Linked DNA regions of Mus musculus: region 1 is linked to region 2. A link is a contact called in public HiChIP or PLAC-seq data. All regions are on one chromosome and are shown on one strand. The core of a region is the stretch at or near the end of the contact, and the rest is flanking DNA. Distances in the headings are between cores, read along the strand shown. Region 1 has its middle 20 kb from the start of Hif1a. Region 2 overlaps Prkch (protein kinase C, eta).

Region 1 (6,778 bases), core at 2,073-4,572, 280 kb after region 2:
ACACAGTATAAAATAATATGGCAAAACCAAGGCGTCAAATGATGCACAAGGGAGAGAAGAGCTAAAAGTCTAAACAGGAATTAACAAGGAGCCCTCACTCCATCCCCAGCAGGAAGTCAGCAACACCCCAAGAGTGCAGGGACAGAAAAGCAGAGTCCCTGTCCCTAGACCACAAGAGCAGGAGTTCCTGGAGGAGCCTAAAGGAAGACCGACCGCTGGGAGAGAGCTGGGGCGAGTGGCAGAAGAGCATGCAGAGCTCCAGACGATGCCCGAGGTACAAAGGGAGGAGTTGTGTAGGTTTTCCCGTCCTTCTGTCCTCTGATCCCTTGCCAGGACACCTCACTGCCAACTGACATGAGAACTTGAGAATTGGAGCTAGGAAGTGATTCCCGGTGACACCTACGAGGAGCAGAGAAAAAAACAGGAAAGATCGTCTGCGTCCAAGCCGGCCGCGCCATTACCAGCCTCGCTCTCACCGCACACATTCATAACTGAGTGTTACGTTTTGAGTGTGAGATGCCCCCCACCCACCCAGACTCATATTTTTTAACGTGTGCTCCTACTGGTACCCTAGTGGTACTAGTTTAGAAGGTGGTGAGTCTTTAGACGGTGGGACCTCGTGGGAGGAAGTGGATCATGGCTCCCTGACTATGTCATAAATCATTGCTGCGGAGTCCCGCCCCCACGGAGCCACCTGCTGCCATGACTTCCCCGCTGTAAAAAAACAAAACAAAACAAAACAAACAAACAAACAAACAAAACAAAAAGCTATACTCCCCCCAAATATGAGCCAGAATAAACCCTTCCCATTTAAAATGGCTTCTTTCAGGTAACTAGTCAAGAAAAGCCACAACCTACGCCTCTTATCGTTCTCACAGCGCAGACACATCTCTGAATCAGCCGCAGCTCAGTGACGGCTGCCAACCATGCTCAAGTCAGAAGCGTGGACCTCATCCGTGACTCCTTGTCTCCTTACTCTGACAGTGGGCTGCCGAGCCCTTTGACCTCTGTGTCCTTAGTCTGACACAGCCTGTTATCTTCCTTCCCAACCTCACAGTGGTCTCTCAGCTCGCCCTCATCCTTAACAGCAACTTCCTCACCCATCTCCGATTAGCATTATATATTAGTCTCCTTATAGTTCATATACACATAGCAATTTTTTTAATTCTCTCATATATCACATCTGGACCTCAGTTTCCCCCTCCCCTCCCCTCCCCTCCCCTCCCCTCCCCTGAGAAACAAGCAGGCCTTCCAAGGACATTAACCAAACACGACATAACAAGCTACAACAAGACCAGACACGTTCCATCAGATCAAGGCTGGACAAGGCAACCCAGGAGGAGGAAAAAGGGTCCTTTAAGTAGGCAAGAGTCAGGGACAGTCCCCTGCTCCCACTCTTAGGATTCCTACAAAGATACCAAGCTATTCAACCATAATGTATAGATCAGACCCCTGCAGGCTCTCTGATCTCTACGAGTCCCCATCAGTCCTGGCCAGTTGACTCTCTCTGCCCAGAACAATTTTTATAAAGAGTAAGTTGGGTGATGCCAGCCTCTTGCTTAAGTCCTCCATTCATATATTGACCCCTTCTTCTTTCAGCCTTCTTCACTTGCTCCTTCATTCAAGAAGTGTCTATTCTGTCAGAGAGTGATTGGAAAAGGCTCAGGGATATTCGCTACTCTGAGTAGGCCAAGCCCTCTTTACCCTACAGCCCAAACCTCATTCCCTTCCTCTCTTCTCTTCCCAGCCACTCCCTGTAGGCCCCATTATTTAAGCCTAACTTAGTCCAATTTCTTTTCTTCACAATGAAGATGAATCTTTTTCCAAATAATCATCTCTCACCCTTCAAGTCTGGACTTGAGTGCTTTCTCTGTGTCCCCGTGCATGCTTCTTTTGTGAGCTAATTGTGCCTTATTATAACTGCGTTTACTGTCTCATTCCCAAAGTGGCATATAAATTTCCTGAGGACAAGAGCCCTATTTTATTCAGAACATGTTAATTACCTAGTACATTCTGCGCATATCATACCTTCCAACCCTTTGTTAATTCAATTAACTCCTAAGTGCACAATGTTATGGGGGATGCCCTTATAGGATGCCTCACCCAGACCCAAGAGGCGGTAAAGTGGTTGGGACTCAGGTTGGAGAAGACTTCTCTGAGAAGGTACTATCTAAACCATATTGGGATGGCTACAGTGGAGACGGTGTTGGAGTTTAGGAGGTGGGGGAGAAGGAAGGGGAGGAGGCTTGATGGTTACCAGTGGGGCGGGGCAGATGATAAAGTCCAAACATGGGAGCCGAGATTAGTGCTGGGGGGCAGGGAAGGCATCTCTTGCTAGGCAGAGAGAGATAAGGAGAGGAGCAGCTGCCGCTGGCTTTGTCGAGGGGGTTGCAGGGACGTCCCGCAAGTTCTTCTCCAAACACCTCAAGTTTTGGTGTGAAGGGTTGGCATTCGTGGCTGCTGAAAGGGATGGGGAAAGATGAAAGCCTAAGCAGCCACTAAGAGGTCTGGAACCACCCAGGCAATATTACTTCTATCCATACCGAAAATGTTGACCAAGTTTCTGGGAATTCGAAAACTAGAAGGTAGAAAAACAAGTAACGCTATACTGAACATAAGTTAATCTTTTTAAAATTTCTAATTTTGTGGGGAGGGGCTCCTCAAATGATGGTGAGATTGTCTCCTGATACATCCACTGTAATTGGAAACGCCACACATTGTTAAGGATGCTGAATACATACAACCAACTATGCACCATACCGTAGCACCATAGCGGCACGGTACACTGGAGCCTGTTGGTTATTCTTCTCATGAGCAGGGGACTATTTGGCGGTTGTGATTTGATGTTGCTACTCAGTCTTACAGGAGAGACGTGTGTGACAAACCACCAGCCTGGCAAAGGTCAAAATCCTCAGTGGGGTTTCTGTTGAATATGTACTACTTTAAAAAAAAAACAAAAGGATTTATTAACTTTATCTTATGTGTGTGACTATTTGGCCTACATCTTTGTGTGTGCACCACATGCATGCCTGATGCCCACCAGGGTCATAAGAAGGAGTTAGATCCCTCAGAACTGAAGTTACAGATGGATGTAAGCTACCACGTCAGTGCTGGGAATTGAACCTGGGTCCTCTGTAATACCAGACAGTTCTCCTAACCACGAGCCATCTTTTAGGCCTGGAATATGTATTGCTTTTACACATTTTTACTTTGTAAAAGCAAAAGGCTGCTAGGTCAAGTCATTGTAAGTCATAGCTATACTTACAAATATCAGCAAGGTGACGTCATCACCCCGAAAGCATGAAAGGAGGACAGAAAGTTCTGGTTGTGGAAGCTTCTGGGGGAAAGAGTCATACCACTCCTCTGTAAGCAAATAACATCCTGTATACCAGGAAAAAAAAACCCAACTTTTCTCCTACATCGCTTTCAGCAATCTACTTCTGACATCAGACATGTAGGAAGAACAACTTGCTTTTCTTCTTCTCTATATTCACACTCAACACGAAACACATTTGTGGCCAAAATGGATGAGAATTTACCCATGCCAGCCAGATTTTGGCCACTAGTTAGGAATTCTACACTCGACGCTGACACCATGTGACAGCATCAGACACCAGAGGTGAAGGGTTCAACCTCACAAGACTGCTTGCTCCCTGTTTCATCCACAACAGTCCCCAGATTGCTTCTGTGCCAACAACCTCTCAGAGGTTCCCACAACTCCCTCCTTACATTCAACAATTTGTTGGAGTGGCCAACAGAACCCAGGAAATGGTTTATTTACTATTACTCACTTAGTACAACAGATTTTTTTTTTAAGTACTACACATGACCAGCCAGATGAAGAGGTTCGGTAAAGCAAGGTTCAGAAGAGTCCCAAGGCAGGGGCTTCTGTTTCTTTGGATCTGATGTGTGGTGCCCTCCTGGAACATGGACATCTTTACCAACAGGGAAGCTCTTTCAACTTCACACTTTAGGAACTTAATAGAGGCTTGCCATCAGCAGGATCAACTATTAACTCAGCCTGTAACTCTTCTTGCCTTCTTGGAGGATGGGGCAGAAGTTGGCAGAACATCCTCAACTTCTAATCCTGCATGATATTTCTTTGGACCAATGACAAGAGTCACTTTGTAGGAATGCAAGATGCTCTTATCCAGGAGATCCCAGGAAATGGGTGGATCTGTGTCAGAAACCAGGCTCAGAGGCAGAATATTAGAACAAAAGAGCCACCAAGTACCCCAATCACTCAGGAAATTACAAGGATTTCAGGAGCTCTGTGGCAGGAACCAGGTCAGAGACCAAGTATATATTTTTATTTAACCCCACTCATTGTTTACAGATAAGAATCTGGAGTTCCTATGATGATGACTCCAGAGCCTGACCTGAAAAGAAAGGTTTCGGCCACAGTCGAGTGGATCTTAATTTTTATGATTAGCATGCAAGAGACTTTTGGTAGGCCTAAGTAGTGTGCTAGAGGTTCTGGCCTCAAAGTAGTGTTTTTGAGGATGTTCTTGTGAGAGGTATTCAAATAATTTTTTTTTTAATTTACAGAGCTTCTACATACAAAGCCATTAAATCCCCCAGGGCTAAGAATTCATTGCAGTCGGTACACACACACACACACACACACACACACACACACACACACTCCAATCCTGAACCACAGAGGCTTGAATTCAGGTCAATCTCTTCTATAAGTCAAGTTCTTCAGGATGGATAATTATGAAATAAAGTTAAAAGTCTCACTTTATAAAAATGAGTAGTAACAATGTATTAAAATGTATTTTTTTTAAACATTAAGACCAGCATAACTTCAGAGAGATCTCTCTTTGTGTGAGAGTTAAGAAACCCTTGTGCTTCTGACCTCTCTGAACTTTCATGTCCTCCTCTGCTTCCTCCTCCTGTTTCCCCCTGGGGGGTGGGGAGTGTGAATCAATCCACTTTGCACTTAGAGATAAATACTTGTACTTCTCTGCAGCTCTCTGCTACTGCTCTTTATATGTTTGTACAAAAAAAAAAAAAAAAAAAAAAGAAACTTCTTGAAACATGAACGAGCCTATAGACATTTATTTACCAAGGATTGACAACAGAAGTGTTATGGACAAAGTTTGCAATTGTGACCACCAGGTTGCTAAGCTCAGTCAGTCTGGAGATTTGGGTTATGTTCTAGCATAGCTGCTGAGATTGGCTTTCCTGGAAATGTACTTGGAATCCAAAGGTTACAGTCAGAACGTTTCTTGAGCAGAGCTGTAAGGAGATGCACTTGTAAAGAGAAGAAGACAGACTTGTGGTGTGGGAGAAGCCATGGTACAGCCTGCTTGTCGCTGAGACTTCAGCTAAATAACAGGGAGCTCTTGAGCTGGGTTGACCTTGCCAAGTTGCCCCAGACTGGGAAAGCTGTGCCAATTCACCAGCAATCAGCTAACTACTACCCCACAGGAGGTTGCTAGAGAGAGGGCTACAAGCTTCCAGCCGATATTCTCAGCAGCCACCATTGAATATGCCAGTGACCAAGAAGGCAGAGTAGGCTACCATGTAGAGTCATTCCCAGGTGAATCTGAGTGAGCCCATCTCATGCTGGGCAGCTCCAGCTGCAGTATCACCTGAGGCCTTGTGGCCATGTGGTCTGTTTTACTGTGGCCACAAGCCTGCCAAGCAACTGTTTGGATGCTCTGTAGTTTTTACAGCCAAAGGTATGACCTCGTGCCAGAGCCTCCAGAAGCTATGCTGTGACTTCCATTTTAGAACTTGCCATGAACTTCAAATAACATTTTTCCACCCCAAATATTCCTCACATAGGCATTTTAAGGAATAGTGCTATGGACCACAATGAGGCAAAAGTGTATTCGTGAGTAGGAGAAAAAAAAATGCCTCTCGGATATTATAATGGTGTGATTCTCTAAAGTTCAATCCTATCTGATAATCTTATTTCTTCATATTTCATTTCTCTTACTGGGTTTCCTTGGGCATCAAAAGTAGCAACCTTGACACTGACCTCATGGAGAATGTCAGAAGGTACATGGAATCAGGCCTGCAGAGCAGACAAATGATGGCTGTGACCGGCATGCTTCCTCCTGTTGGTTGCTCTTTCTTGACCTTGAAGGCAAGATGTAGCTTCCTGTGCCGGATGGCTCCTACTGGAGGCCTGTTGCAGGCTTACTGAAAGCTATCTTCAATTCTTGGTGCTTTTTTCCCATGGGTTAGATTTTGAGAATGAAATAGGACTAGTTTTCAGCCAGGTGGTACGTGTCTATGTCCCAGCGTTTTGAGGCAGAGGCAGGTGGATTACATGGTCAAGGTCATGGAGACCTACAGGAGATAGAGTTCAAAAGCAACCTGAGCTACATGAAACCCTGTCTCAAAAAAAAAAAATTACACCAAGTACAAAAAGAAATATCAAACATACCTTACTATCAACAAATGACTGAGCCCACTCAGCTCTAATCACTGTTGTATGTTTTATACTGTGACGCTTCTTCTCTAACTGACCTTGTTCTGTCATTAAAACTCTTTGATATTTTGAAATGAAAATATCCTGATGATACGGAAAAATTCTAAAAAAAAAAAAAAAAAAAGACAATTCCAAAAATTTCAGATATAGTTTTAAAGAATGTAATGCTATTCCTCAGTGTAAGAGGCATACACCATGATGGAATAGTTGGGTCTTGACATCTTTTAGAAATCAATCTAAACCTTGGCCACACTCATACAATTGTTGAGACTGACATATGAATGTAGAGTCTGCAATCATGAAGCCAATCCAATGTCATAAAAGAGGAGC
Region 2 (6,877 bases), core at 4,087-6,586:
GTTTGTCATTTTCTAGCGTTAGATACGGCTGGGAGAGGTACCCTTGATGATGAGTTGATCAGTAAGCACCGCTCTAGAGGTCTGAAGATGCCAGAATGTGTCCCACCTATCTTCGGGCTTTATCTCTCAGTTAATGAGAGATTTTCTTTTTATCTCTGCCTAAGGGCAGTCAATGTTTGACTTAGTTGGAATCCGACTTACTGGCTCCAGACCCGTCTTTCCACTGGGCTTCATTACCCCCTACTGTTGGGGCGAACTAGCCTTTGTGTTTTTTTTTTCAAAGACCCGACTTGATCAGAAGCATCGCACTGTAAGTGTTTCCACAGGAACTCTGCCCTTTGTCTGTGTCACTGTGGTGGCTGTGCACAGAACCCACAGGGCGGAGGTGTCACCATCCCCGTTGAAAATGCAACAGTTCTTTCCATCCCTCGGTGTGAATTTTCCAGTGGCTTCTGGGACCACTGTGGTGTCTTGAACCCCAGGGTTTACACGAGAACTGATAACGAGCAATCCTTACTGGTTCGTTGAAAGTTGGCATCTGGAAAGATGGCTTCATGTTTCCCGCTCAGTGAATATAAACGGCACATAAGGCACTGAAGCCTGTGGTATCATCTTCAACCCAGCCAGGGATCGTTAGCTATGGAGAAGGTGATTTTTTGTCCCTGTTTCTTTGGGGATCAGACATTGTTCTCAGTGAGTTTTTTATTTCCCTCTTATCCTCTTTATATACACTTGCTGCCTTCACGAGGTGGCCTGGATTCTAGTCAACCCTTTGTTGTGGTGGTGGTGGTTGTTATTTTCTGGTAGGTTCTCTCATGTGCAGACTGGCCTACAACTTGTTATCATCCTGTCTCAGCCTCCCAGCTGATGGCACTGCAGGCCGGAGGCTCTGTGCCTGGATTTCCTATTTATCAATAACTGAGGTGAAGCACTTGCCACGAGGACCTGGTTTGGGGGTTGATTAATCAAAGGTCTGGCTTGGAGCCTAGAGTAACTGCCAAGAGAAGGTGCTTAATGCAACTTCAATTAAGAAATGAACGAGTCTCAAACAAATGTAACCCAAGCAAGAGAGCAGGTCTTTCTATGGCTAAGTTTGTGGGGTAATGGAGCCTGTGTTGGTCTGGTAAACTTGACACGGGTACATCTAGAAAGGAGGAGACCTCAGTTTAGAAAATGCCTCTATCAGATTGTCTGTGGACAAGTCTGTGGGGACATTTTCTTGATTAATGATTGGTGTGGGAGGGCCCAGGCTTCTGGAGAGCAGACCTGTTCCTTTCAGGCCACAAAGCCTGCTGTGGGACCATCTGATTAGCTGTAGATACATCTGGGACAGCTGGCAGGTCTGTTTAGTATAGGTTTGTTTGTGAATGAAATGGATAGGTGGTCCTGGGTTGAATAAAAAACAAGTTGAACAAGCAGGGAAGCAAGCCAGTGAAGTGTTCCTCCAGTTCTGCCTCTAGGCTCCTGCCTTAGTTCCTGCACTGACTTCCCTCAGTGACCGACTGACAGGGAAGCATCAGATGGGACACACCGGTCCCTCCCTCAGTTGTTTTTGTCAGGGGGTTTACCACAGCAGGAAGAACCAAACGAGGACAATGACCAACAAATATGACATTGGACAGGACAGAGGAGACTTACCAGTTGATCCTCTCAAACAATGAAGGGATTAAACTGTTAGGAAAAGAGTTTCATTTGTTCTTGGGCTAAGCTAACAGGCGGAGTAGAGACTGCAGGGTGGATAACAGGTTTCTTCCTACCCTTGCCTTACGTCAAACTTAATGCGAGAAGTAAAAATCTCGCTTTTGGTCACTAGGCAATATTTTGAGTAATGTTTTGTTATAGAACATCCCATGACACACTGCAAAAATGTAAAAAAATTTGTGTGGAAGCATAAATATGTGTACAGAGAAGAGTTTTGTCTATAACTTGATCAAGCTGGAATGGGTAGAATTGTCTTTAACACCAAGAAACTCATCTGGGATATTCAGAACAAATGCTTTCTAGGTGTGAGTCTTGTGTAAGAAAGTGTAGTTGGGGCGGTTGGCTTTTCTGAGGTCCAGAACCTTGATGGGCAGTTGTTAAGTGTGCGTGTGCCCTGTGCTCCCAGAACCTGGATATTATACCAAACAGGTTTTGCATGCTGTAGTGCATGCTCTGTTGGATGTTGATTTCTAGTGGTGTTTTCTAGCAAGCTCCACCCCTATCCTGAAATGGTGAACATGCCACTCCAATACCGTGGAACCTGTAATTGAAGGGTGGTGACTTGGGTGCTCAAGATAGAAGGGCAACAGCTTGATCTCACACGGGCAGTGAGCTGGCTGATCCTAAGTTCTCTTGGTGCTAAGAGATCTAATGACATCCACAGCCACTGCCACAGTTACTGTGTGTGAGGCTGGATATGTAGCAAGATACAGAAATAAATGTCACCTAGTGTGACCAAGCCCATTGGAAGCAGGATGAGATTTAAGCTAGATGATACCTGGTACTTTTTTCAGCCATGTTGGTACAGAAGGCAGGCTTGAGGTTCACTGTGCGGCATGTGTTCCCATGAAAGGACCCTGACCACTGGCGTGACATACTGAAAACAGATTTTAGCGACAAATTTAATCTCCCCTGACTATTCCATCCCCACTCTCTCCCCCTTCATTTGTTCAAGTACTTAATGATTGTGATAATTTAAGAGACAAAAAGCAAATGAGTGTCATGGAGTGTGTGCTTGGTGGCTGTCTGTGAGCAGATCTGTTCCTTTCAGGCCACCGAGTCTGCTGTGGGACCATCCCATAGCTGTAGGTACAGCTGGGGCAGCTGGTGGGTCTGCATAGCATGGGCTTGTGAATGAGATGGCTAGGATGGTCACAGGCTACAACCCCTGACCTGATTTGCTGGCCTTTGCTGGGTTGAGTCTTCTTTCTCCCAAGGCCTGCTTGCGTGGCCGTCTGCTTTTCCTAGGCCCAGATCGCTAGCTGTACAAACTGAAGGAACCTCGGTGGTCGTGCAGGACTAAGTTGTTTTAAATATAGGATAGCTCTGAGCTCACGGTGGGGGGGAGTGGCTGAGGCTAGACTCCCGTGTGTCCAGCCCCACAGGCTGGTTTCTCAGTTTCCGACTTCAGGGGCCTTATGAAGAGGGCTTCTTTCTATTTCTGTCACCAGAGAAGCTCCTTTGCTCATGTGCCCTCAGTTCCCGTTTCTATTCTGTTTCCTAACTAATCATTTCCCTCTGTCCACTATTTCTAGGGTAGCATGTGCTGCATTATTCACACAGAAATGGCCTCCCTTCAAACATCCGTCCAGGAGTCTTGTTCAGTGACAGTCCCCTGGGGGGGAGGGGGGCTGTCTGTGACTTTTCCTAAGTCGCTTATAGGCATCTCCACAGCCATGTTGTACTTGGTTTGTCTGGGCTGTGTACGCTTAGACTGAGATGAGAAAGAAGTGCATCATTGTAGCCTTTCTCGGTGCAGAAAGCACACCTTTCAGTACTTGGGTAAGGACAAGCCACAGATTAATGGACCAGGGTGGAGAGATCACTGCAAACTGTGCATATTGAAGAGCAGCAGCACCTGGGAGTGTGGCTGCCTCTGCCTTGGAGGCCTGCGGTGTCAGGAGGGAGGAGGGACGAGATGAATGGAGGGGGAGGGTTGGGAGGCCACTGTGGTAGCTTCTTGGGGAAGATTAATTAGGTGTCAGGCTAAGTGCTTCACATGCGTGAACTCAGCTGGTCCTCATGGTTCCTTGGAGACCTATAGATCATATTATAACCCCCCTCTTCACAGGGTAGCTGAGGCCCAGGGAGGGCAGGATTCTTGCCCCATGGAGAGATGGCTCGGTGGATAAAATGCCTGCTGAGAGCATGAGGATTCAAGTTTTGAGTCCCCAGTCCTCTCCTAAGAGCCAAGTGTGCTGCTGTCTGTAATCCTGAGTTGGAGACAGGGACGAGTAGATTGCGAAGGCTCACTAGCTAACTCGTCTAGCAGAACCAGTGGACTCCAGGTTATAGTGCATGTCAGCTTTCCACCCTTCTCTCTCAATCCCTCTCCACACAAACAAAAGGAAAGATTCCTGCTCCAGGACAGAGCTGGCTCTACCTGCCCCAGGTGTGGCTCCAAGGCAGGATGAATAACTTTGAGACGGGGATGCCTGAATATTTGCCTTTTAAGGTTACACCCCAGGGTTAGTTTGTAGGATGGCTCCCTGGATAGGAAGGATACCATATATGCTCCGTATATGCTCTGTATATGTTCTGTATATGCCTCTACAAGGATGATAGGTGCTGGGATTGATGTGCCTGCTTTGTTCAAGAAAAGCTTGGCATAGTGGCACCCAGGATTTCTTAACATTTCAAAACAGTAATTGAAGGGATAACGCAAATTAAATTGACTTGAGATTTACCTCCTACCACTGTGCCACAGCACATTGGACCTACTTGCCCTTTTTTTCTGTTCTTTTTTTATTTTCTCTTACCTTTTCTGTTTTCTTTTTTTTTCCATTTTGAGACAGAGTCTCATTATATAGCCTTGAATGGCCTAGAATGACATATATAGATCAGGCTGGCCTTGAACTCATAGCCATCTGCCTGCTTCTGCCTCCTCAGTGCTGGGATTAAAGATATGCACATCCACTCTGAGCAATATTTCTATTTTTAATTTATGGAGACTTTTTTTTGAGACAAAGTATCACTGTGTAATGTAGGCTGGCCTTGAGCTCACTGGTAGCCCTGAGTCGTTTCAAACTACTCTGTCTTAGTTCATCCTCAGGTCTTAGCTTCTCAAGTGTGGGATTACAGGTATGCATTACCACTTCTGGCTTGATTTTATTCTTTTCAATCAAACAGTGAAGAAGTAGGCGTGATTGACTATTGGCACTGGCCATTGTATGGAGCGTGAAGGAAGCACCACAAACAGTTGATGTGGTGTGGAATTTCCCCACCTGCAGTCCTGAGATGTTTTATTCTCTTTGGAAGTATTTCAAAATGAACTGTTACTTTGCCAAGAGGCTCATCACTTCTGCTGTTGTTTGGTGCTAAAGACCAAAACTAGGGTTTTGCACATGCTAAACCCACACCCCAGCTCTGCCTTACTATATATAGCCTGGACTAGGTTCAGCACTTGGCTGGAGCAGGTATATATCTGGTGTTAAGCTAGCCAGGACATGAAGAAGTTCAAGGGAGCTTGTCTTATAGCAGAAGCAGATGCATGCCCATTTTGGTGGTCCAGAGATTTACATCTGTGTGTATTCGAGAGCTCCACGCTGAACACGTGCGGGAGGAGGGCTTTCTCAACAACAGTGGTGAGAAGCAGACACTCTACATCTGTCTGTCTGTAGCTCATGAACCTGTTCTGTTAACATGGGCTTGATTCAAGCCTTCCCACAGCCCCGGATGTCACCTGATCAGCCGCCATGAAGGTGCATGTTTAAGTGACTTTTTTTTGCATTGGTCACCTTCCCTTCCGAAGCTTAGCTGGAGGTGTAGATGCTGTGTGTCCACAAATCATCTTCAGCATTGTCTGGGAGTGGCTTGGGAATTTAGCTGCCTCTTTTCTGTGGCTGCTCCTTTCTTTGAAATCTGTTCACAGATGATTGGTTGTGTCTTTGTGAGGATGGCGGACGATGAGGACCTGAGGACCAGGGGCGGATGGGAAGAGGAACTGAAGGTGGACACCCCGAACATGGGGGAGGGATTTTGGTTTGGCAGTGTGGATGGAAATGTCATCTCGTTGCCTTTGTGCCAGGCTGAAAGGGGAAATAAATCCTGGGGTGACAACAAAATGTGGTTTATTTTTATTTCATTGCTTTCCTTGGGGGTGGGCGGGGGATGGGCTGCTGTGGTTCTCAACAGTCAGTGTATGGTGATGCTTTTATGATTCTCTTCAGGGCTCTGGAGGATGCCACGGCCAGTGCATGCTTCCGTGGCTCCTTTGGTTGTCCTGGAACCCCCCGGTGGCCCTCACGGCAGCTTCCTCTGCTATTTCTGGGGCCGATGCAGTCAGAGCATGTATAGTTTATCCCCAAACCCGCATTTATGTGGAGCTCTGTACTCTGGCTTAGGCTCAATGACCTGGAAGTAATGGTTAGTGCCAAGCACAGATGAGAGAGAAGATACCTGACATGGGTCCCTGTCATTATAGCCAGGCCTCCTTGCTACTTTCTTGATTTATATACCAGAAGCTTAACAATACTACTAATGACCTCTCCAGCAGCAGCACAGACTGGCACATCTGAGGTGTCGGACATGACAAGTGCTTTGTGCCTCTAGTGTTGCTCATTCAGTCAGCAAGGGAGGAGCCAGGTACTTTTGCTGGGATGGAAAGGAAGAGAGGACCCAGGTTTCCAGGGAACAGGTGAATGACCTCTTTAATGAGCGTGGCTGAGGCAGTGGGCCGAGGGGAGGAAGTTAGTGTGCCCTTGGAGGAGGGTGTTCCACTTGTTTCTCAAGCTGATTCATCTAAGGCCAAGAGAGCTAAGGAGCCCGCAGGGGAATGCCCAGGTCCTTCCTGTTCCTCCCTCAGAGAAGGTCCCCACTGCAGTTCATTCGATGGGCAGCCCTCTGGTTCTGTCAGCACCATCCCTTCTTAGAGCCTCCTACAAGGCTGTGTCCTCAGGGGAGGGCATAGCTCCCACGTGTCACAGTCAGGAAGAGGCAAGGCACCTGGCTGCCTGTTGGGGTCTGTTGCGGGAAGGACATTCTGAATGTCCAGAAACATTGGGTTGCATGGGTGAGAAACAGGGCATCTCAACCCCATGCAGAGTCTGGAAAGAGAGGTGGCCTGATAACATCCGGTCAGGAGGGGACAGCAACAGTGCCTCTGTCTCGGATGCTCAGGCGTGGATGCAGAAGACTGGGTTAAGATGGGGGGAAGCTTCTTCAGTTCTTTATGGAC

What was found. HiChIP or PLAC-seq counts read pairs in DNA pulled down with a chosen protein or histone mark.
Region 1: a BATF HiChIP or PLAC-seq map of CD8 T cells shows a contact between it and region 2, with 5 read pairs. The contact joins two enhancer-like sites. A contact is called at or near these places in 2 of 115 datasets of contacts at active chromatin or transcription factors (CD8 T cells and regulatory T cells).

The regions. Positions count from the first base shown.
Region 1 is chr12:73,884,864-73,891,641 of GRCm38.p6, forward strand. No RefSeq gene overlaps it. Among named protein-coding and RNA genes, the nearest start is that of Hif1a, 20 kb to the right of the region's middle. Within about 2 kb of position 3,323, at least 34 of the 459 cell types and tissues checked have an H3K27ac peak or open chromatin away from gene starts, as enhancers often do. A contact at or near this core is called in CD8 T cells and regulatory T cells, where this site is marked.
Region 2 is chr12:73,604,550-73,611,426 of GRCm38.p6, forward strand. All of the region lies in intron 1 of Prkch (protein kinase C, eta), which reads left to right. Among named protein-coding and RNA genes, the nearest start is that of Prkch, 23 kb to the left of the region's middle. Within about 2 kb of position 5,337, at least 80 of the 459 cell types and tissues checked have an H3K27ac peak or open chromatin away from gene starts, as enhancers often do. A contact at or near this core is called in CD8 T cells and regulatory T cells, where this site is marked.